Linked DNA regions of Mus musculus: all the other regions are linked to region 7. A link is a contact called in public HiChIP or PLAC-seq, Micro-C and promoter capture Hi-C data. All regions are on one chromosome and are shown on one strand. Each heading gives the region's core, a stretch centred on a gene start, on an enhancer-like site or on the middle of the called end of the contact. The rest is flanking DNA. Distances are from core to core; before and after follow the strand shown. Region 1 overlaps Eif2ak4 (eukaryotic translation initiation factor 2 alpha kinase 4). Region 2 overlaps Eif2ak4 (eukaryotic translation initiation factor 2 alpha kinase 4). Region 3 holds the start of Srp14 (signal recognition particle 14). Region 4 holds the start of Bmf (BCL2 modifying factor). Region 5 has its middle 22 kb from the start of Gm32684. Region 6 holds the start of Dll4 (delta like canonical Notch ligand 4). Region 7 holds the start of Bahd1 (bromo adjacent homology domain containing 1).

Region 1 (3,069 bases), core at 265-2,764, 480 kb before region 7:
TATATGAATTAATAATGCTGGACTTGGGAACACTTAACATTCTATTTATTTATTCTTTGCTTAATAAAGAAGTTAGAAAACAGCCAAGCAAGAGAACTTTAAAGCACACCAAAATCAGTAGTTAGTTTTGGATGGTGATCATATAATAAGTCTAAGGATTTTTTTCCTTTGTATTATATTATATTTAAATTTATATTTTTCAGTGCTGGGAATTAAACCTAAGGTCTCTTGCCTGCTGGATAGATGCTCTACCATTGAACTACACATCCATTGTTTTTACAATAATTTTTAGTAGAAGATTCTATTTTGAATATGTTTCTTTTTTTTTCTGCTAACCATATCACACACATACCCCAAAATTTTGATTTTTAAAAGACACAGCGATTTTATGGTATTTGGATACCCTGTTTTGGCATTGAAGTTGATAATTAGCTAAACTTTCTTGCATTTTTATGTACTGTCAGGTTGATTTATCAGTTTAGGGGAAAAAAATCAAGACATAGTATCCTATTTTCCCATCTTTGAAAGTGTATTGTCTATCTCACACCTTACTTTTGGAGTGAAACACCAGCTAATGTCATTTGCCTAATATCCTACTCAGATTCAAGGAGCAGAAACAGAATTCAGCTCCCTAGTGAAACTGAGCCATCCAAATATCGTCCGCTACTTTGCGATGAACTCCAGAGAGGAGGAGGACTCCATTGTGATCGACATTCTGGCAGAGCACGTCAGTGGCATCTCTCTGGCTACACACCTGAGCCACTCGGGCCCAGTCCCCGCCCACCAGCTGCGCAAGTACACAGCCCAGCTCCTGGCAGGCCTGGATTACCTACACAGCAACTCCGTGGTGCACAAGGTTCTGAGCGCGTCCAGTGTCTTGGTAGATGCCGAGGGCACTGTCAAGATAACAGACTACAGCATCTCTAAGCGTCTGGCAGACATTTGCAAGGAGGATGTATTTGAGCAAGCTCGAGTTCGTTTTAGTGACAGTGCCCTGCCTTATAAAACAGGAAAGAAAGGGGATGTGTGGCGGCTCGGCCTCCTGCTGTTGTCTCTCAGCCAAGGACAGGAGTGTGGGGAGTATCCGGTGACCATCCCCAGTGACCTGCCAGCTGACTTCCAAGACTTCCTGAAGAAGTGAGTGACAGGGATCGTTCCGTCCTGCTTTCCTCCTGTACAGCTGAGGAGCGGGGAGGCTGAGATGTGAGGAAGGGAGTCAGGGCGAATTCCTGCCCAGGCTCATGTGTTCTCCTTCCTTAGTACAGCCTTCCACCTTCTCCTGAACCCACTTGAGTTTAATAATTGATTCTCAAACTACTTTTGGGAGGCTGCCTGGAATACTCTAGAATTTTTTTCCCATTCCTATCTACCCCAGAATCGTTGGCAGTGGTAAGAAGTGGCCTAGGTGTGGTAGACTTCCTCTGTTACTTTGCTGCTAAGTCCTAGGAGACCAAAGAGAAGGCCTCAGGAAACCAGTCAAGAAGTGTGGTTCTGCCCTCTCTCTTCCTGACTCGTCCTCCAATGACCAGGTCAGAGGACCAATCCACCACCTGTTTCTAGACAGAGGATTTTTCACTTGTGAATCACAAGTGCATAATCGTTACAAAGCCAGCTTTTAAAAAGTAAGTGTGTGTGTGTGTGTGTGTGTGTGTGTGTGTGTGTGTGTGTGTGTCCATGTCTGTGAGAGCAAGAACCCATTGACGTTTGTGTCAATCAAACCGAGGAGAGGGAACAGCTTTCTGGAGTCTTCTCTCCTTCCACAGTGAGCTCTAGGGACTCACTCAGGTTGTTGGGTCATCAGGCTTGTGGGGCAGCCTCCTTCTCCCTTTTCATCTCTCTGACTCACAGCCAGGCTCTCTCCAGTTTGAGGAGTCCTTAATAATGAGATTTTTCTTGGGCCTAAACTATTTGTCCAGGACTTTCCCCTCAGTATTTTCTACCTTCACCCTGAATGTTCTCAGTCTAAGCCAGCACTACCCCTCAGTCTCTAATAAGAAGAGGTCTGAGCATTCAGTTGTTTCTGGCACCCCTCTGGAGCAGCCTCCTGCAGGCCTGCCCTGTGCTGCTGCTGCTGCTGCTACTGCTGCTGCCTCTGCTGCTGCTGCTGCTGCTGCTGCTGCTGCTGCTGCTGCTTCTTCTTCTTCTTCTTCTTCTTCTTCTTCTTCTTCTTCTTCTTCTTCTTCTTCTTCTTCTCCTTCTTCTTCTTCTTCTTCTTCTTCTTCTTCTTCTTCTTCTTCTTCTCCTCCTCCTCCTCCTCCTCCTCCTCCTCCTCCTCCTCCTCCTTCTTCTTCTTCTTCTTCTTCTTCCTCCCCCTCTCTCTCTCTCTCTCTCTCTCTCTCTTTCTCTCCTCACCTTCGTTTCCCTAGTCACTCACCAAGTCTCTTCATCTTCTCTCTTGCCTTCACATTTCTGTTTGCCTGTGACCTGACCATAGCGATCCCCGTCACCCACTAGTTCGCTGGTCACTCATATGGCAGTCTCTGAATCTGAGCAGTCCCTCTGCCACACATCAGAGTTTCACTGGTGATGGACTACGCAGATGATGGCAGCCACGTAAGACTGGCTGTGATATTGGAGCTGAGTTAATTTATGCAGCGCATACTGTAATGAAGATTCATTCTTGCGCTGTGCCCCTGTCTTTAAGCAACATAGAGCATTTAAATGAGGCTATTGGTGTGTTGCAGAAAGTAGCCATGATACTTTCCTCATTTGAGGAAATGGGTCAACATTGAGTCTGTGCAACATTCTCTCCTTAAAGTATATAAACTTTTAAGTTCTTTCTAAAAGTCACTTATGATTTCTTTTAAATGAAATAGAACTTTTCTTAAGTTTTTTCTTTATTTATTTTATGTTAGTACACTGTTGATGTCTTCAGACACACCAGAAAAGGGCATCAGATCTTATTACAGATGGTTGTGAGCCACCATGTGGTTGCTGGGAATTGAACTCAGGACCTCTAGAAGAATAGTCAGTGCTCTTAACTGCTGAGCCATCTCTCCATCCCCCAAAATAGAACTCTTTAAAAAAATGGATTTAAATGCACCCTACAATGAGGGTGGCTGAGGTGAC
Region 2 (3,040 bases), core at 57-2,556, 450 kb before region 7:
GGGAGAGAGAGAGAGAGAAGAAAGAAAAGAAGAAAGAAAGAAAGAAAGAAAGAAAGAAAGAAAGAAAGAAAGAAAGAAAGAAAAGAAAGAAAGAAAGAAAGAAAGAAAGAAAGAAAGAAAGAAAGAAAGAAAGAAAGAAAGAAAGAAAGAAAAGAAAGAAAGAAAGAAAGAAAGAAAGGAAGGCCAGGTATGCTGTACAAGCCTGTAATTTCAGCACTCAGGAGGCTAAGGCAAGGGGTTTGAAGCCAGCTGAGGCAATATAGTGAGACCAGTCTCAATGAAAGAAAAAAATTGCTATTGGTGGATTTTGGTATGACTATATATTAAAATCCATTGATAAGCAGTTGGCCCAGCTTGTTGAGGAGAAACTGTTTGATTATCCCAACCTTGCTACTAAATACGGTTGACTCATGGAGTCCAAAGTCTGACTAAATCAACAGACTTAGCCCAGGTCAGCTTTCCATGTATCTATCCATCTGGAACATTATTAGCCAATATTGGGAGCCAATGTTGGCTCTCAGTGCCCCAGCGGCAGCTCACTCACCTGTGTGCTTGTGTGCGTTTTGGGTTAAGAACCTGAGGCTCAGCGGCTCTCTCTGTATTTTGGTATAGGCGCTGTCCAGCTGTGCACCCCACTGCTGCTTCCCCGAAACAGGCAAATATATGAGCACAACGAAGCGGCTTTGTTCATGGATCACAGCGGCATGCTGGTGATGCTTCCGTTCGACCTGCGGGTGAGCTGGGATGCTGCTCCGTTAAAGACTCGCCCCTCCCAGACACCCCCACTTCAGCCTTATCCTGGGGAGCCACATGTAGGAAATACCTAATCAGAGTAAAGGCAGTATTAGAGTTCAGCAAGTGTCTGACCCCATATTGCAGTGCTGAGGTCCACAGAGCACCCTACAGCAAGTCAACCTCAACTCAGACAGAGGAATGTCGTTCACTCGCCAGCTAGCTCTTCAGTAAAACCCCAAATGTCGCTGTCTAGAGAAAGCAATGTTAAAACAGCTAATGGCTATGCTGAGTTTTGTCCATGTTCTCTTTCTTGTGATCCCCAAAGCTTTCTTAGCCAGCAACAACTTTAGTCTTTCACAGCCTTAACTGCTAGCAAGCCCACCCACCATTTTCCTCTAGACCTGAGGAAAACGTGCAGTGAGTATGAGAGTCGGGGTTCTGTCCCTAATGCACAGAAGGCACTTGCAACCAAACTCGAGGAGAGAGCATGTACTTAGCATGTGCAGTGCCCTGGGTGCAATCCTCAGCACCAAAACATCTTTAAAGGTACAAATGGAGGCATAAAGGAAGCATACGGCCAGGCGGTACATAGACAGGAAATGAGTAACTGTTTGAGGTTATGGCAAGATATATGTGCTGTGCATACATGTTTAACTTTACTTGGAAGGTACAAAAATGTTTATATTATTCAGAGATGACCAGGGCTGTTGAGACTACTAATGGCTAACTTTTTAGAAAAGTAATAAAAGAATGAAATGAATGAAAATTTACAAATTTATTTTTTTAAAAAAATGTCTCTATGTGTATCTATGTAAGTGTGTGCTACATGTGTGCACATGCCTACCGAAGCAGAGGAGGGCATTAGATCCCTGGAGCTGGAACTGTCAGCATTGTGGATCATCCCTCATGAGTGCTAAGAACAGAACTCAGGCCCTCGGAAAAGCAAGAAGCCTCTTAACCACTAAGCCTTGAAATTTTTCAAAATTTGATTCTCATTCCATAGTCCATGAAATGACAGTTCCACCTTTAGGGTTTTTTTTTTTTTAAGTAATACAGTATATGAATCTTAAAAGGATGTTTATGTAATTGTATCAAAAAATGAAACCCATCATGTTTATCTATAGGAGAATGAGTAACTATATGTCATGATATTAAGGAATATTAAGAAGCTATTAAAAATGTAGCTGGGCATAGTGGCCTACACCTGTAATCTCAACAGTTGGAAGTTCAAGCAGGAGAATCACAAGCTTGAGGCAAGGCCACATTATGTACTGAGACCCATTTTAGACAAATAGGGGAGCTGGGGAGATGACTCAGTAGTTAAGAGCACTTAATGCTCTTGCTGAGAACCTTGATTCAGTTCCTAGAATCCACACAGAGTAGTTCACAACTGCCTATAACTCCAGTTCTGGGGTATCTGACACCCTTTTCTGACTTCCGTGGACTTGCACTCTGGGACACACACATACATGTAAAGTAAATTTATCAAAAGACTACAGCTAAACTTGTCTGTATATCAAATATTCATATATGTAAGGGTGAATACTCACACCTATTAGTATATCTTATCTGTAAACATGTCCATAATATATTGATAGCTTAAGAAAAATAAGTTCTGAAGGAACTCTAAAATCCCACTTTTTTTGTAAAGAAAGGTTTCTAGAACTGAGAGAAACTTGGGCGTGAATGAGTTGCTGTATGTGTTGCACGCACTTGGTATATGTGATCAATGAACTCACTCTTACTCATGGGTGAGCCACCATGCACATCAGCCTGTCTTGGCATCTCCAAAAAGTAGGGTGTCAGGGAGTATCTCAAAGTCCTAGGAGGAAGAATACAATCAAGGCATTTGCCTTTTTGCTTTTCTTTTCTTTTTACTTTTTATGGCTTGTTGCAAAACAACTTTTGCTTTTAAGATGTAAGAGAATTTTTTTCCAAATAATTATGTGCATGTGTGAGAGAAATGTGGGGGGAGAGGAAGCAAGGGAGAGAGAGGAAGGGAGAGGGGAGGAGGGAGGGGCACTACTCATGGGTGAGGGGTGCTCGGAGTGGAGCGCAGGACCTCATTTATAGGAAAGCAAGGATTCTGCTGGTGAGCACCACTCCCAGCCTCTGCTGGTGAGCACCACTCCCAGCCTTCCTTCTGTATTTTTGGCTTCTGTTTTTCTTTTAAATAAGCAAAGTAGCTTGGAATTATTGCTTGACAGAGGTGAATAAACAGCCTATCACCATTGGGCTGTTGGGAAAAGAGTAGCAGTCCGGAGGACACGTAGCTGCACTGATTACTAGAGGGTACTAGGGGCGG
Region 3 (2,802 bases), core at 101-2,600, 420 kb before region 7:
GGAACTGTGAAGGTGGTGCACACCTAGGATTCCACCACGTTGGAGACAGAGGCGACCTAAGGAACCTCAGTTACCCGAGACCTTATCCCAACCAAACAACCCACCCCCTCCACCAAAAAGAAGCAGAAGTAGATCCTGATCCCACAACAGCCTGGGAGTGACAGGCCAAAATGACAGGGAAGGGGGACCCGGACCTAATCCTGACATGCCCCTCCTCCCTCGGGGTGGGGGTGAGGCTCAACCCAGAGCGATGACTTAGCGGGATGAAGACCCTGGCTTGGGTCACATCTCCAACTTCACAAAAACCATCACTGTCATCTGTCTCAGTTGATGAGACACTCCTGTGACACCAGCACGGGCTGAAGCGCCTGGTGTGAGCTTCCTAAATCACAAGTTCAAAGTCAGCCTGAGTAGACTGCAAGACACTATTTTAATTTTTTTTAAATGTGTTCCCCTAGCTAGCACTGAGATAGGTTGCTCCTGTACCTTGGCTACTTGAGAGAAAACTGACTTTTTCTGAGTCGGCCAGGCCAACTCAAAAGAAAGCAGAGCCTTAAGAAAGGCCTCCAGCTCACCACGGTGCTGATCTTCCTTTTCCCATCCGTGGCTCTCAACAGACACTTGTTTTCTGCGGGCTCGAGGCCCTCCACAGAACTCTTCCTCGGGATAGGTTTGGTGCGACCGTCATCTGTGTTTAAGAAAAAAAAAAGTCCACCCAGGTAAACACCACCACAGGCGTTGCTTCTGGGTCCAAAGTGATGATCGTAAGGAAGGGTCCGCCATCACTCAGGATACAGCCAAAACTAGGAGCAACGACTCGCTCGATAAACACTGGGACCCCGAGGCATATTCTTCCTCACTAACGGAGCGGGGGCCGGGCTGCCTGACAACGGGCGTCGGACACACTTGGGGCCCCACTGTCACGGTGAGTGGGTGGCCGGCGCCGCACCGGCCACGAGCCCCGGAGGTGGCCGGTGCGGACAGGCCGGGGGCCGGGCTGTCCCCTCCCAGGCGGCCCCGGAGATTGCTTACATTTCTTGAGGGTGATGAACACGCTGCCCGACGAGCGGCACTTCTGGAAGAGCCTGGTCAGCTCCGTCAGGAACTGCAACACAACACGCCCCGTTAGGCAGCCTCCGCTCCTCGCCCCGCCGCCTCACGGCCCCGGCCCGCCCGCAAAGGGAGAACCGCGACCCGAGCTGACCCCACTCGCTCGAGTCCCGGGCCCTCCGGGGCCGCCGGTACCTGCTCGCTCTCGAGCAACACCATCCTGGGCTCCGCAGGTCCGACGCCGTCAGCAGAAGCCTCCAGCGGTTACAGCCGGAAAACTCGCTCGCGCTGGGCGGGACTTCCGCTTTAGTTGCACGTCTTCCGTCAATCCTCGCTTCGCTCGGGTTGCCTTGCGCCTGCGCGCTCGGCGCCTCCTCCCGCGTCTATCCAGGATGAGGAGTGACGCTTGCTTTCGGTGGTTGGACTGCGTTGTCAAGCTACACCGTAGGCTGTAGGAGGGAATGAGAGCAAAAGAAAGACTGGATAGACATATGCAAGTCACCCAAGAGTCCACTGACTCACTTTCCCCATTTTTTACACAATGATCTGGTTTCTCAGAACTTGCTGATGAAGATGAAGATGTGAGGTGTTTTTATAGATGCATTGTTTACATTTAGGAATAAGTGGCCAAGGAGCTCCAAGTTAAACTCAAAGCCGAAAGCTAAAACAGCAGAGTTCGCTGTTTCAGTATCTTTGTTTGAGGTATCTTTAGACAAAGAGTACTTGCTCTGAAGGCACTGTTGATCTATCTCATCGGCAGTGCTGAAGTCAGCAGGAAGCACAGGCTAGACCCCAGAAAAAGGTGCTTTTTTTTTTGTTTTGTTTTTTTTTTTTTGTTTCCAGGGTCCATAGTTTTTTCTTTCTATCCTACTTCAGAGGGTGGGAAAATATGTGAAAGTGATTGGAGAAGGAGCCGGGGATCACACGGGGCCTTTGCCACCGTTAGCAGGGCCCATAGCCACAGAAGGCTCAGATGTTGTTCCTGGTAGAAAGAGGGGAGTGGGGAGGGAGTGGCTCATCGGTGGAGTGTGAGTATCTGGATTTAAGATGTTTAAAAATCTTAAATTCAGACAAGAATGATGGCCCATGACTTTAATCTCAGCACTCAGGAGGCAGAGACAGGCAGAGGATCTCTGAGTTCAAGGCCAGCCTAAAGTGGAAACTTCTGGTTTCTTTGGTAAATCGGTTATATCAAAGAACATTTCGCTGAAGCAGACACAGGTAAAAGGATGTTTAGAAAGAATGAGAGATGAAGGATTCTTCGATAACAACATGCATGCATTGGTTCACCTTACATTGAGTAGCTGAGCTCCGTTTGTCATGACCCCATAGAGAGAAATGCACACACACACACACACACACACACACACAAAAACTTCTGGTGATATGCTGCAGTTTCTTGCCACTTCCTCGGACTCCAGCCAATTGGCAGAGTGATGTCAGCTGATACAGACTCATGGAGTTTTGCTAAGTCAGACTGAGGCAAGACCCTTAGAGGACACGTGATGTTTGGAGGGAGTATAAATAGGACTCAATGGACAGTGATGGGGGCTTGCATAGTTAGTTTTGGAGTGCTTCTCGGTCTTGCGTCTTCAATGATCTTCACGTCATTCAGAGAGACATGGCAGAGAACTTCTCCTGGCTTAATTGCTCCTGCTGGTTTTGGTGGAGGCCTGGCAGTTTCTGCTAGGTCATGCCACCACTGCTGATTCATGTTTGCCATCCCAACACTTCTGAGTTGGACTGCTGGGC
Region 4 (2,875 bases), core at 40-2,539, 350 kb before region 7:
GGAAAGGGGTAACTCCAGCGTAAAGTTTCCAGATGAAAGGACCAAGAGATGTCACCTAGCAGTGCTTCTTCTGTCCTTCAACCTCTTCTTTGCAGTGTGGCTATCCCAACCAAAGTAGGGACTCTCCAGAGCCAATCACAAGCAGGAGTCATTGTCTTGGTGTTTCTTTTGAAGCCTATCACTCCCCTCCCCCTCCCAGCAAAGCCCCAAAGTTCAACCCTTGCCTAGACTGGACAGTGGGGGAGGTGCAGCCAGAGGGTGTGGCTCTGAAAACGCGGAGGACCCCCCCCCACTTTGCACAAGAACTGCAGGTGGCTCTCCAGTTAGTGTGAACCTCGGAGGGGCTCTGGGCAAAGTCAAAAGTAAACTGGGGAAGAGTGGAGACCCTCAGCTTCCCTGAGCTAAAGTGGTAAAGTCCAGACTGATAGGAAGAGGGCACTTCCTGAGAGCACCGCCAGGGAATGCTTTATTCCTAGCAAAGGTCTTAAAGTCCGCTGGAGCCATCGCAGAACTTCGGCGATCCAACTAGGATGCTCAATATAAACTCCTCCTCTTAGGAGTTAGCACTAGCCAGATACCTTGAACTCAATAGTGGCTAAGATCTCAGGACACACGCGCACGCACATGCACACACGCACACACACCTGGGTGACTCCAGGACAGCGTCTCAGCCTCCGAGTTGTGATGCCAGGGCTCTGCGCCAGGGTCCAGGGTGAAGAACACTCGGGGGGCTTGGTGCCCACACTCGATTGGGAAGAAGGGGGCAAACTCCAGCTGTTAAGAAGAGGAGCCTTCAGACTCCGCAGGGAGGCAAAATGCACCACAACTTACGGCCCCACCCCACAGTTACACCCGGAGGCCAGAGCGTCCGGGAGCTTGGCAGTGGACCCCAGGATCATTTGCTCACCTACTTTTAACTCCGAATTCCAAATGCTTCCCGAAAGCCCCTCTTGGAGCAGCAACCACAAATTTGTGCTCTGCACCTCGTTCCCACATCCCTGCACCCCAACTCCCCGTGGTCACCCCAGATGCCCGCAGTCCAAACCCTTCCCCGGGCCCCCACGCGCTGCGCGACTCCGCTCCCCACTTCCCGGAGGAGGTACGATCCAACTCCGCCTAGCCCCCCGCCGCCCGGGCGCTCACCGGGCTGCGGTGGGAGGCGGTGGCGCGGGCTGCGGCAGCGACTGCTGCAGGCGCGAGCTGGCGCGGGAGGAGGCCACGGCACACCGCGCGGTATTGTTTCCAAAATACGCCCGCTCCGGGCATCCCGCAAACAGCTGATGAGGCCCCGCCCCTCTTTGCGTCACTCCAACCACTGACCAATGGCAAGTGGAGGTCCAAGTCTCAAGCTGGGCAGCTGCCAGGGACAATCACCAATGTACAAACCTTCCCTTGGAAACATTATAAGGGGCCGGGCGCATTTCTGACCTCCGTCAGAAGCGCAATTGGAGCGCTGTAGAGGGTGAGGATTCGGTTCCTAATGCAAGCCCCAGAAACGACAGAGAGTCCCTAGGTTTTCTACTAGGTAGTGGGGGGACAAGACGCCTAAGTGACTTTTGTCTACTTGGAAATGGGCTGAGTTATTGCAGGACTTCCAAAAAGCCGGCTCAGGAGGAGACTGGGAGTTTTCAGACGCGCCTTGTAATATATAGCGGAAAAAAAAAAAAACCGAGCTGCTGGTCCCTAATAAAAAAAAAGCAAAACAAATAAAAAACCAAAACAAAAAACTGCCCTCTTTCCTGTTGGGCGTGTCTGAGGAAAGCTGGAGGAGAACACGTGTGTCTGCATCTAGAACCAAATGACATTCGGATCCATCAAGTGCAAAGAAAGGCCATGTCCTCTCTTCTAGACTGTGGAAGATCACTGTTGAAAAAAGGACTCTAGCAGAGGGGAAATCAAAGGGGTAGCTCGGACAGCCCTATCTATGGCAGCAGCAGAAGGCTGTTCTTGGACTGCTAAGAAAGCAAAACGCATCTCGTGTACTATGGCCAATCTAGGGATGACTCCACATTTTTTTGAACACCTACTATGTGCCAGGTCCTGGTCTAAGTGCTAGACTTCTGGTGCCTGACCTCAATGAACCGATACTTCACATGTGAATGATGGAAACCAGCTTGAATGGTGCTATTTTAGGGATAATAAGCAAAGATTTTTGAGTCGGGCCTTGAAGAATGGGGAATATTTCACTAAATAAAAACCAAATAAAACAGTCCTGACCCAGAGAGGTCAGGGAGCTAGAATAAAGTACTTAACATGTCTGGAAAGCAAGATCAGCTGCACGCCCCCCCCGTCCCCCCTCCCCCCCATCAAGCTCTCTGGCATCTTCACTATGATTTAGGATGTGAGGGTATGGGCAGGTAGATTCAGGTCAGATTGCAGAGGTGCCCCCTGGAATACCAGGCTGAGGAGTCTGTATTTTTTAAAAGTAATTTGTTAATTTTTATTTTATGTGCGTTAGTGTTTCGCCTGTATGTATGTCTTTGTGACAGCGTGTCATCCGGAACCAGAGTTACAGACAGCTATGAACTGCCGTGTGAGTTCTTGGAATTGAACCTGGGTCCTCTGGAAGAGCAACCAGTGCTTTTAACCACTGAGCCATCTCTTCAGCCCCAAGGAATTACTTTATAGAGGACTGGTAGCAAAGATTTTACAGAAGATGAATTTTGGGGAAAACTGAGTGGGGAGGCAGAAATCAGTGAAAGGAACAGAGCCCTGCCACAACCTAAATGAGCTGCAATAGAGACACGGGCAAAGCAGAGAAGCTGGGCTTAGTTACAGTCTCTACTTACAGTCTGCTCTAAGATACAAGCTGGCTGGATCTGGGGCTCCCAGACTCAATTGTCTTTGGCTATTTTTTGTTTTAAAATTTTTATTT
Region 5 (3,115 bases), core at 73-2,572, 380 kb before region 7:
AACAGAAAAAAACAGAACAAAACAAAACAGGTCCTTCTCAGCCAGACCTGACACCAGACGTTTCTAGAAGCCTCCACAGTTCAGGTCATTTCCCTACGCCAGGAAAGAGAACTTTCTTTCCTACTGTTAGTAACAAACAAACCAAACAAAGGGCATTGCTCATTAACTCATTATGTACACACGCGAGCGCACACACACATTCATACACATTCACACAAACACACAGATACACTTATACACACTCACACACACACACATATACATACACAAACACTCATATCCACACTTACACAAAAGAAAACAAAAACTTATTATTCTTTAAAGAAAGAAAGAAAGAAAGAAAGAAAGAAAGAAAGAAAGAAAGAAAGAAAGAAAGAAAGAAAGAAAGAAGAAAATATCACTTTCTTCAAGGGTTAAATAATGGGATCTCACTAGGAATATCCAGAAGGTTCTGTCTCTTTGCCCTGAAAACTCTGCTCATCCTTTTGTTTCTTGCAAGCTTTATCTTTGGCCCCTGGGGTCTCCTGTAAGAGATACTTTAGAAAACAGAGAAGTTGTGGCCAGCTGCTGGCTTCCTAGTATTTTCCCCTCTAAGGCATTTCCCTAAACTCCTTAAAGTCCCCCCTTTATACAAAGTGAGGATTTGTTCTCTCTACACAGACAGTCAAGAAGTCCCCCTAGAAAGCAGTTTTCGCTACTGTAGCTGTTTGGAATTGGCTCCACAGACGTAAACAGGGTCAACTGGGGCCAGAGAGGGTGGCTGTTTCGTTTTAAAGCTCTGGTTAAGAGTGAAAACATGTGACTCCAGCTCGGCCAGAAACAAGGCAGCCTTTGTGTACACTGCAGCAGAGCCAGCAAGTGTGAGTGAGTGGCAGTCCTGAGGCTACACACATGGGCAGGCACAGAAGGCTGGTTCAAAGGCTCTGGTGGGATGCTACTAGGGGCAGGTTAACTCTTTGTTGGAAGGTCTATGCGTTATTGAGGAGCCAAGCAGGTATTTCTTGGGGTGGGGGGCAAGACAGAGACAGAGAGACAGGGTAGGGGTGAGTGACCTTGCAAAGGGACACAGTATCCCTATACCCAGCTAAGAGGCAGCCCAAAGCCATTAGAGAAATGTCTGGGGTGGTTTGAAAGATTAACCACAGCATGCCCTTGTCTTCACATGTAAACACTGCAGGCTAGCCCATTCCCAGCATCCCCTTAGCTCGCCCTCTGCTCCTGCATGGCTGGGGACCTGGAGAAGACCTCAGGACAGGCCTAGCCACTCCTTGATTCTTCCCAGGAGTGGAAGGGTGATTGTTGGCAAGCCACTGCCAGACGAAGTGTCAGTCCACTGACTCAGCCTACCCTGGCTGCACCCTCAGGCACCAGCAGCCATGTGCACTGGGCTTCACCAAGGTAGAAAGGACCCTTGAAAACTCTGCCTGTGACCTCCCACACAAGGCAGGTGGCCCGCCATCCTGTGCTGCTGATAGCTGCTTACTGCTCCCGTGGCTAGTGTGCCCTTCCCCCAGCTGCATCTCAGCCCAGAACTCCAAGCCCTCTTGCTTGGAGCCTTGTGGCACCAGGAAGAAAGGAAACAGCTTAGTTTTGTCATACAAATCCCGGGCTCCTGGACTATATAGGGAGAAGGGAAGATGGTGGTGATGGTCTTATTGAACACCACACCATTAGCACTTATGAGGTTACTCTCAGGATGAGTTTTCATTGCCTTTTTCTAGAGATTTCTGAACTCCTGGTCAGAGTCAAGGTCTTTGCTAGGGGGTGGAGCTATGGTGAGGAATGAGACCAGTTATCACAGGTCCCATCAGGCCCCTCCAGGGCCCTCTTGTCTATCTAGGTATGTCCAGAGCCACTCACCCAACCATAGCTATTGGTGATCAAGAAAATAGTACCTAGCTGGGCACAGTGATAGACACCTTTAATCCCAACATTCAGGAGGCAAAGGGTGGTGGGTATCTGAGTTCAAAGCCAGCCGGGTCTATATAGTGAGTTCTAGGACAGCCAGAGCTCCATAATGAGACCTTGTCTTAAACACTGTCCCCAAAGGAGAATGGTGTCAGACGTTAGAGAGATGACTTACTAGTTGGAGGTACATGCTTCTCTCGCAGGTGATCCAGGTTCTGTTCCAAGCACCTACAAAACTCCAGTTCTAGGGGAGCTGGTGCCCTCTTCTGGCTCCTGTATACTAGGCACATACCAGTGCACATACATTACACAGAATAAAAGAGATAAATTTGGAAAGGAAAGAGGGGAGGGGGAAGGAAAGGGGGAGGAGAGAGAGAGAGAGAGAGAGAGAGAGAGAGAGAGAGAGAGAGAGAGAGAGAGAGAGAGAGAGAGAGAGCCATCACTCTTTTCTTTGGGGAAGGATCATTGAAGTTTCATGCTTGGAATGGCCAGCTGTGGGACATTGACTGGATCCTGGCCCTGGTGTCAGCAAAGAGACTTCTTCCTAGCTTTGATCTTACCAGACTTGGGGGCTGGAAGGTTCTCTGTGATTCTGTTTAAAATAATGCCCATTTCACTCGAGTATATTCACATTTTTTCAGAGCTTCTGAAATTGGTGCCTGGGGCTCATCGGCACTTGGTAAATGTGTGTTAGAAATGAGGTGACCACCAGGCATTGAACCTTCTCCACTTCAAAGTCAGAATCATCGGGCATAACCCTGGGCTCACTCGGGTGACAAACAAGAAACTTATATCAGGGACACGCAGACCTCCTGGCCTCTGCCTGTACCTGCTATGGGTCTCCCATAGCCTCAGGCCATGTTTTCCTATACTTTCAAGGTCTGATTAGTTCCCAGACACTAATTTAGGATGAGCCTTGAAACAACATGATCAGAACTTCCTTGCTGTGTTTATGGGAAGGCACCCCTCTTTAAGTTGGATAAGAGTGCTATAAAGACTGGCCACAAATACCCTGTCTGGACTGGAGTCGTGGCTTCTGAAAGAACCAGCCCATTGTCATGGCTTTGGTCTCTGAGTGTGTGGACAGGAAGTGTGGGCCCCTTACATCAGGAATGCAGTCTGATAAACACAAGTCTCCAGTGATTGCACAATTCTCCTTCACGGTACACAGAGGGTGAGGCACACAGGATGCAGAAGCAACATCTCT
Region 6 (2,776 bases), core at 223-2,722, 420 kb after region 7:
AATATCAGACCATGTTCGTCATTGGCAGCTGTTGGGTTCCACTTCCCCCTACCACGGCCTCCCTGGGGCTGGAGCCGCGTCCCTGCTCCCCTCAACCCCCGCCCGCACTGATCTTATCGTCCGACCATAGCCAGCAATCACCACGCGGGAGGGCTGACAGCTGAAGCCACAGGGCCCCCACCGCTCTCACTGTAGGAGAGAGAGAGAGAGAGAGAGAGAGAGAGAGAGAGAGAGAGAGAGAGAGAGAGAGAGAGAGAGAGAGAGAGAGAGAGAGAGAGAGAGAGAGAGAGAGAAATCTAGCACCCCCCAAAACTGGGAGAAGCCAGCCCTCCCCGGTCTGCAGCCTCGGGGGAGCACGACGGGTTCTGGGAAAGCAGCTGCAGGGTTTGCGCTCGGAGGCCACCCGGGAGAGGCGCGCGTGTGACATGGGTGAAACCACCCGAAACTCAAACAACTCTATGCGCCTCCAGTTCCACCCTACATCCTGCCCTATGCAGAGAGATCTAGACCTGATCAGCCTCAAGCTCTCTCACCTTGCCTCTCAAGTGGCCCAAGGAAATTCTGGAATTAAGAAAGTTTCCTCCCTACTCCAGCGGAGCTAGGGGACGCGGGTGGGGGCCAGGATGAGGATATGGAGACCAAGCGCGACCCAGGTGAGATAGGCACTGAGGGAAAAGACTAGAACCTCATTACCATACAGCTGAGGACCCCCCCCCCACTTCGAGAACCACGCCCCCCACCTCTCTTTCGAACCTCTAGTCCTGGCTCTAGCACGAGCCAGGAGGGAGTGGGGGTGGGGGACAAAGAGAGAAGGCACGCGCTGGGCACGCCCTGCTGCTTGAGGTGACACGCCTACCAGGTGCAGAGAAGACCAGAGTCCTAGACGCTTGGCCCTTTGCCTTGCTTGGAATAGCCAGGGAAAGGTTAAGGCGTCGGATGGCTTCCCTGCGGTGCTGGGGACGCGTGGAGGGTGGGCACACATAGGCTGGAGGCCAGCGAGGCAGGAGCTACCTAAAGTCTGGAAAGGAAAGGGAGATCCAAATCCCCTGGTCCTGCTTTTTGCTTTCCTAGTTTAAGCTTTCCCCACCTGCTAGAGGACTGTAGGTATCTAATGCCTGGATCAGGTGCACCGCCTACGGGGACCCCTTAGAGTTTCCACCCCCTGGACCATTCGGGAACCACCTCACCTCCCGCCGCATCACTGGGCTACCCTCCTATCCTCTGGTGGCGAGGGTCTCAGCCTTTAAGCAGACGATCTCTAAGGACTGCTCGCCGGGCACGCGCAGAGCTGGAAGCCCAGAAGTTGGAAGAGGGGCGGGGACCTGCGCCCTACTGGCTGGCTGACAGGGGGAGCGGCGGGGGCGGAGGCCCCCTCCGGTGGGTGCTGGGACTGTAGCCACTAGAGGCCTGGAGGGGAGGGGAGAGTGACCGTGAGTCTGTCTGACTGACAGGCTGCGAAGAGCAGCCAATATATATAAGAAAGGCTCTGGAGCAAGCAGGTTTCAGTAGCGGCGCTGCTCGCAGGCTAGGAACCCGAGGCCAAGAGCTGCAGCCAAAGTCACTTGGGTGCAGTGTACTCCCTCACTAGCCCGCTCGAGACCCTAGGATTTGCTCCAGGACACGTACTTAGAGCAGCCACCGCCCAGTCGCCCTCACCTGGATTACCTACCGAGGCATCGAGCAGCGGAGTTTTTGAGAAGGCGACAAGGGAGCAGCGTCCCGAGGGGAATCAGCTTTTCAGGAACTCGGCTGGCAGACGGGACTTGCGGGAGAGCGACATCCCTAACAAGCAGATTCGGAGTCCCGGAGTGGAGAGGACACCCCAAGGGATGACGCCTGCGTCCCGGAGCGCCTGTCGCTGGGCGCTACTGCTGCTGGCGGTACTGTGGCCGCAGGTAATGTCTCACGTCCTCTCCGCCCCCTCCCGCAGCGCTCCGGGCTTGCGCCCCGGCCCCGGCTGAGCCTGACCGCTCTCCTCCCTCCTTCTCTCGGTCCCTGTGCAGCAGCGCGCTGCGGGCTCCGGCATCTTCCAGCTGCGGCTGCAGGAGTTCGTCAACCAGCGCGGTATGCTGGCCAATGGGCAGTCCTGCGAACCGGGCTGCCGGACTTTCTTCCGCATCTGCCTTAAGCACTTCCAGGCAACCTTCTCCGAGGGACCCTGCACCTTTGGCAATGTCTCCACGCCGGTATTGGGCACCAACTCCTTCGTCGTCAGGGACAAGAATAGCGGCAGTGGTCGCAACCCTCTGCAGTTGCCCTTCAATTTCACCTGGCCGGTAAGCACAACTTAAATGCACCGGGAGATAACCGAAGGGAAAGAAGGGAGCGCCGGGACACCAGAGCTCCTTTCCAAAGCGCTCTCTGGAGAGCCCCAAGGGCTCTTTCTCTTCTGCCCCCGCCCCCCTGTTCTCTCATAGGATCATCCCGGAGAGGCTTTGGTTAGTCTTTCCTCCCAGTTTCTTCCCTTTCCTTCTCCCCAATTCTTGGGATACGAATTTCATTACCAAACCCCCAACGCGGCGCCGCCCGCCCACCCCCCGGCTCTCACTTACACTCCCGCATCCCTCATCCCTCCCCTGCCTTCTCAGCTCGCGCGCAGCGCTGCGCGAACACCAGTTATGTTGAGCCGAGCTCCGTAACTATATCCTGCAATTAGATTAATTAAACAGGCTGCTGCGAGGCACCCCCTCCTTTCCCTCCCTGCTGATATCGCTATCTCTAATGTCCCCCACCCCCCCTTTTGCTTCCCAGGGAACCTTCTCACTCAACATCCAAG
Region 7 (3,043 bases), core at 54-2,553:
CCCACCCCTTCATATGACCTCAGCCTGCTGTGCCCACCCACCCAGCTGACCCCGAGAGCGTGCTCAGGCTTGGAAAAGCACGTCTGTGGGTGTGAGAGACGGAGCCACAGCATAAGGCGACTATGGGGAAGCTAGGTAAGTGTCTGCACTGGTTCTACACTAGCTTGGGGACGCGAAGGAGTGTGTCCAGCCGCGCCTGTTGGGCTGCCCGCCCCTTTCCCTCTCCACCGGAGAGCTCTGATGTTCCCCGCGGTGGTGGAAGAGGGTGTGTGGGTGTCAAGGACTCACAGACCAGACTCTGCTGTCAGCTGGAAATGGATGAGGGTTCCACACTTGGCTTCTGAAAGAGGGCGAATTGGGAACTGGGGTGGGGGGCGTTAGGTGAAGGACAGAAAGAGGAAAAAGAGATGCGGGTGAGGGGTTACCGAGCCAGGACCGACCTTGCTAGGAAGGAAAGGAGACGTGGCAAGCAGGGAAGTCGGAAAGATGAGGCAAGGGCGGGAGGGGCTTCTCAGGAGTCGGGGCCCTTTCGCGCGAGTCTGGGGCCCTTTCAGGAGGAAAGGGGGTGTTGTTCTTGCTTGAATTTTTCGGTTGGTCTTCCCGAAGCTTTGCCATGGGGGCAGCAGCCTGAGGGTGAGGTGCCCCCTCGACCCTCAGTTTACTGTAGCCGGTGCTGGAGAGGTTACGAGGAAAGAGGGATGTAGAAGGGTGATGGTCAGGGAGGGGGCGCGCTAAGATTTTTCAGGGTGGGGGTCTGCAGTGAGGTGCTGGGGCTTCAGGGTCAGGTCACCATGGGATACTGGCTCAGGCTCCAAAGACCAGGAGAAAATACAAGAAGCCGGCAAAGAAAATCATCCCCCGCCACCACCCTTGGCACCGTACCCCTCCCCCCAGGCCCCACCACTCCCCGCACCGCCTCCCCCGGCCGCCTCGTGCTGCCCCCTGCGTCGGGACGACCGACCCACGATTCTGATTGGTTGGAGACCGGGAGGGGGAGCCGAGGGCCGGATTGGCTGGCGGGGCCAGCGCAGGGCGGGGCGGCTGATTGGCGGAGCTTGCCGAGGGGCGCGCCGCTGATTGGCTGAGGACGAGGAAGCAGGAAGGAGGGCGGCGGAGGCTCCGCTCTCGGGGAGTTTGTGGGGGAACCGCGAGCGGCGTAGCGGATCCCGGAGCCCGGCCCCCGCTGCTCGCCCGTCCGGCCGCCTGCCCCGCCCGTCCGGCCCTAGCCGTCCGCCCGCCCCGGCCAGGCGCGCCCGCCCCCCCCGACGGCCCCGCCCGACCGCGGCCCCCGCTCCGCCTGCCCGGCCCCGGCCCCCAGGAGGAGGCGCTGACGCAGCAGCGTGGAGCCCGGGAATTGAGCGCCCCCGGGGGGTTCCAGCCGCCGGATTCCAGCCCGGCCAGGGCCTGCGGGCGCCCGAAGCCGCGCCGTCCGCGCCTCTCGTCCCGGTGAGCTAGGAGCCGGGATCCAGGAGGGGGTAGGGGAGGGCGAACGAGCGAGAGCGAGCGAGCTAGGTAGGCGGACTAGCAAAAGGGAGAGGACCGGCCGCCCGTCAGCGCGCCCCGCCGAGCGCGCCGCGCCGCCGCCCCCGCCAGCCCCGGGAAGGGACGGACGGACGACAAGAAGCAGGTGCGGCTGCTTGCCCGCCCGCGCGCGCCGCCTCCCTCCCCCGGGTCCGGCGCTGCGGTCCCGCCATCGGGGAGCATTGCGCGCCTCGAGGTGACAGCCCCCGGGGGGCGCCCGCCTCGCAGGCCGGGGGCGGGGTGGGTGGCGGCCGCAGGGTGGCAGCTTGGCCGGGCGGCGGCGGCGCGGGCGTCCCGGGCTACGGAGGGCGGGAGGACGCGGGGTGCTTCCTCGCCGCGGCGGAGCCGGCTCGCCTCCGAGTGCGCGGGCGGCAAGGCCCCCGCCAAGCCCCCTCCCCCATCGTGGTCCCGGAGGCTAGGGGCCGCGGCTGGGGGCGTCGCCGCGGGAGCGCCCTCTCGGGGTGGGGGGCGCCCTCCCGGGTTGGGAGCTGACCGGCAATTGCCGGAGGGGGGATGGGGATGGGGGCCGCGTCAGGGCGAGGGGTAGTGTGGACTCGATCGGGTCGGGCTGAAGGAAGGGAGGCGCCGAAGACGGAAGGGGACCGGTTCGAACAGCGAGTGTGGGCCGCGGGAGGCCCTGTGGGGACCGTGCGGGGCGGCGGCCGAGTCCGAGGTGGGGCGGGGGGAATCGAAGTTGTCAGACCGCCTCCAAGTGACAGCGGGACCCGGTGCTCCAGGCCTGGCCTGGTTGTGCCCTGCCAGTCCCGCCGCCTCTCCTCTGGGGCCGTGGACCGGGTCAGGTCGGGCCCAAGGGGCCCGCTCGGCGGTGAAGAGCCGGACAAAGGCGGCGCCCGAGCGGGCGCAGGTAGTGGTATCGGGGAGGGGAGCGAGTCCGGGGCACCCACCCCAAGGGGCGGGCACGGGGCCGGACTCTGCCCTGGGGACTGCGGGGGCCGGGGCGTCCACCGGGAGGAGCTGCGGCACTGGCTCTGGTCTGTAGCCGCAGATATCCTCGCGGCTCCGGGAAGAGTGGGGTCGACTTAGCCAAGGCGGAGGGGCAGGGTTGAGGGGTGTGCGCACCGAGTGCCCTGGCCGGTGGCGAATGGGCTGGTGGACTCACAGAGGCGAGCGGAGCCTGCTAGCAGTGAGGCTTTCAGCAAGTCTGCCTCTCGGTAGAGGTTTAACTCCACCTGGGATGTCTCCTAGTGGCCCATTGTCGGCAGTCTTAAGAGCACAGGCGGCTACTTGGATTGGGACTAAGGGACCCCACCCCCCAACACACACACCCACTGTGCTTGGCGATGCCTTCACTATTGCTGTAGCCGTCTTCCTTGGGCAAGAAGGTACCCACATAGGGACATGATAAAGCTGAGTCCATAAATTGAGGCAGAAATTTGAAGACATAAAATAAGGTTTCCAGCTTTCTTTTGTACCACCTGACACGTTTCTCCCCATCTTCTACCTCCATAATCTTCCACCAACAAGGAAAGCCTCAGAGAGACCACATTTCTTGGGGACACCA

The links. Promoter capture Hi-C pulls out the DNA fragments that hold promoters and counts their contacts. A called contact is a pair of places that touch in the nucleus more often than the background predicts. HiChIP or PLAC-seq counts read pairs in DNA pulled down with a chosen protein or histone mark.
Region 1: a promoter capture Hi-C map of the C10 cell line shows a contact between it and region 7, with 2.7 times the contacts expected there. The contact joins the enhancer-like site here to the promoter of Bahd1 in region 7. A contact is called at or near these places in 3 of 39 promoter capture datasets (the C10 cell line, hippocampal neurons and liver), 1 of 15 datasets of contacts at CTCF or cohesin (large pre-B cells), 1 of 115 datasets of contacts at active chromatin or transcription factors (stem cell-derived neural progenitor cells) and 2 of 9 other capture datasets (embryonic stem cells and liver).
Region 2: a contact with region 7 is called in an H3K4me3 HiChIP or PLAC-seq map of pro-B cells, with 5 times the contacts expected there. The contact joins the enhancer-like site here to the promoter of Bahd1 in region 7. A contact is called at or near these places in 8 of 39 promoter capture datasets (the 3T3-L1 cell line, cranial neural crest, embryonic stem cells and 4 more), 2 of 484 Hi-C or Micro-C datasets (large pre-B cells and pancreatic cancer cells), 5 of 115 datasets of contacts at active chromatin or transcription factors (embryonic basal ganglia, extraembryonic endoderm stem cells, large pre-B cells and 2 more) and 1 of 9 other capture datasets (embryonic stem cells).
Region 3: a contact with region 7 is called in a promoter capture Hi-C map of embryonic stem cells. The contact joins the promoter of Srp14 here to the promoter of Bahd1 in region 7. A contact is called at or near these places in 15 of 39 promoter capture datasets (the 3T3-L1 cell line, 3T3-L1-derived adipocytes, the C10 cell line and 9 more), 4 of 15 datasets of contacts at CTCF or cohesin (the NIH/3T3 cell line, embryonic stem cells, large pre-B cells and 1 more), 110 of 484 Hi-C or Micro-C datasets (the 63-12 cell line, B cells, the BV-2 cell line and 64 more), 30 of 115 datasets of contacts at active chromatin or transcription factors (the 230-238 cell line, T-cell acute lymphoblastic leukemia, astrocytes and 17 more) and 4 of 9 other capture datasets (adipose tissue, embryonic stem cells, liver and 1 more).
Region 4: a contact with region 7 is called in a Micro-C map of embryonic stem cells, with 1.9 times the contacts expected there. The contact joins the promoter of Bmf here to the promoter of Bahd1 in region 7. A contact is called at or near these places in 9 of 39 promoter capture datasets (the 3T3-L1 cell line, 3T3-L1-derived adipocytes, the C10 cell line and 4 more), 1 of 15 datasets of contacts at CTCF or cohesin (the NIH/3T3 cell line), 12 of 484 Hi-C or Micro-C datasets (LSK cells, the N1E-115 cell line, cortical neurons and 4 more), 10 of 115 datasets of contacts at active chromatin or transcription factors (astrocytes, bone marrow-derived dendritic cells, bone marrow-derived macrophages and 3 more) and 2 of 9 other capture datasets (adipose tissue and liver).
Region 5: a FOXA1 HiChIP or PLAC-seq map of pancreatic cancer cells shows a contact between it and region 7. The contact joins the enhancer-like site here to the promoter of Bahd1 in region 7. A contact is called at or near these places in 6 of 39 promoter capture datasets (cranial neural crest, embryonic stem cells, hippocampal neurons and 3 more), 6 of 115 datasets of contacts at active chromatin or transcription factors (SST interneurons, bone marrow-derived macrophages, embryonic stem cells and 2 more) and 1 of 9 other capture datasets (embryonic stem cells).
Region 6: a contact with region 7 is called in a promoter capture Hi-C map of embryonic stem cells. The contact joins the promoter of Dll4 here to the promoter of Bahd1 in region 7. A contact is called at or near these places in 3 of 39 promoter capture datasets (all in embryonic stem cells), 13 of 484 Hi-C or Micro-C datasets (all in embryonic stem cells), 4 of 115 datasets of contacts at active chromatin or transcription factors (embryonic stem cells and pancreatic cancer cells) and 1 of 9 other capture datasets (embryonic stem cells).

The regions. Positions count from the first base shown.
Region 1 is chr2:118,421,362-118,424,430 of GRCm38.p6, forward strand. It overlaps Eif2ak4 (eukaryotic translation initiation factor 2 alpha kinase 4), which reads left to right. Exons shown (of 39, transcript NM_013719.3): 9 at 602-1,137. Among named protein-coding and RNA genes, the nearest start is that of Eif2ak4, 34 kb to the left of the region's middle. Within about 2 kb of position 1,515, at least 7 of the 459 cell types and tissues checked have an H3K27ac peak or open chromatin away from gene starts, as enhancers often do.
Region 2 is chr2:118,450,800-118,453,839 of GRCm38.p6, forward strand. Eif2ak4 (eukaryotic translation initiation factor 2 alpha kinase 4) reads left to right here. Exons shown (of 39, transcript NM_013719.3): 23 at 613-734. Among named protein-coding and RNA genes, the nearest start is that of Srp14, 27 kb to the right of the region's middle. Within about 2 kb of position 1,307, at least 12 of the 459 cell types and tissues checked have an H3K27ac peak or open chromatin away from gene starts, as enhancers often do. A contact at or near this core is called in pro-B cells, where this site is marked.
Region 3 is chr2:118,478,346-118,481,147 of GRCm38.p6, forward strand. It overlaps Srp14 (signal recognition particle 14), which reads right to left and starts at 1,351. Exons shown (of 5, transcript NM_009273.4): 1 at 1,246-1,351; 2 at 1,033-1,105; 3 at 576-688. The coding sequence starts at 1,269.
Region 4 is chr2:118,548,397-118,551,271 of GRCm38.p6, forward strand. It overlaps Bmf (BCL2 modifying factor), which reads right to left and starts at 1,290. Exons shown (of 5, transcript NM_138313.4): 1 at 1,144-1,290; 2 at 645-774. The coding sequence starts at 1,266.
Region 5 is chr2:118,519,434-118,522,548 of GRCm38.p6, forward strand. No RefSeq gene overlaps it. Among named protein-coding and RNA genes, the nearest start is that of Gm32684, 22 kb to the left of the region's middle. Within about 2 kb of position 1,323, at least 195 of the 459 cell types and tissues checked have an H3K27ac peak or open chromatin away from gene starts, as enhancers often do. A contact at or near this core is called in bone marrow-derived macrophages, liver and pancreatic cancer cells, where this site is marked.
Region 6 is chr2:119,324,312-119,327,087 of GRCm38.p6, forward strand. Dll4 (delta like canonical Notch ligand 4) reads left to right here and starts at 1,473. Exons shown (of 11, transcript NM_019454.3): 1 at 1,473-1,895; 2 at 2,004-2,276; 3 at 2,752-2,776. The coding sequence starts at 1,830. It overlaps Gm14207 (predicted gene 14207), which reads right to left and starts at 1,886. Exons shown (of 4, transcript NR_030683.1): 1 at 1,670-1,886; 2 at 857-1,018; 3 at 534-665.
Region 7 is chr2:118,900,312-118,903,354 of GRCm38.p6, forward strand. It overlaps Bahd1 (bromo adjacent homology domain containing 1), which reads left to right and starts at 1,304. Exons shown (of 7, transcript NM_001045523.1): 1 at 1,304-1,446. It overlaps Gm32957 (a long non-coding RNA gene), which reads right to left and starts at 869. Exons shown (of 4, transcript XR_003954052.1): 1 at 441-869.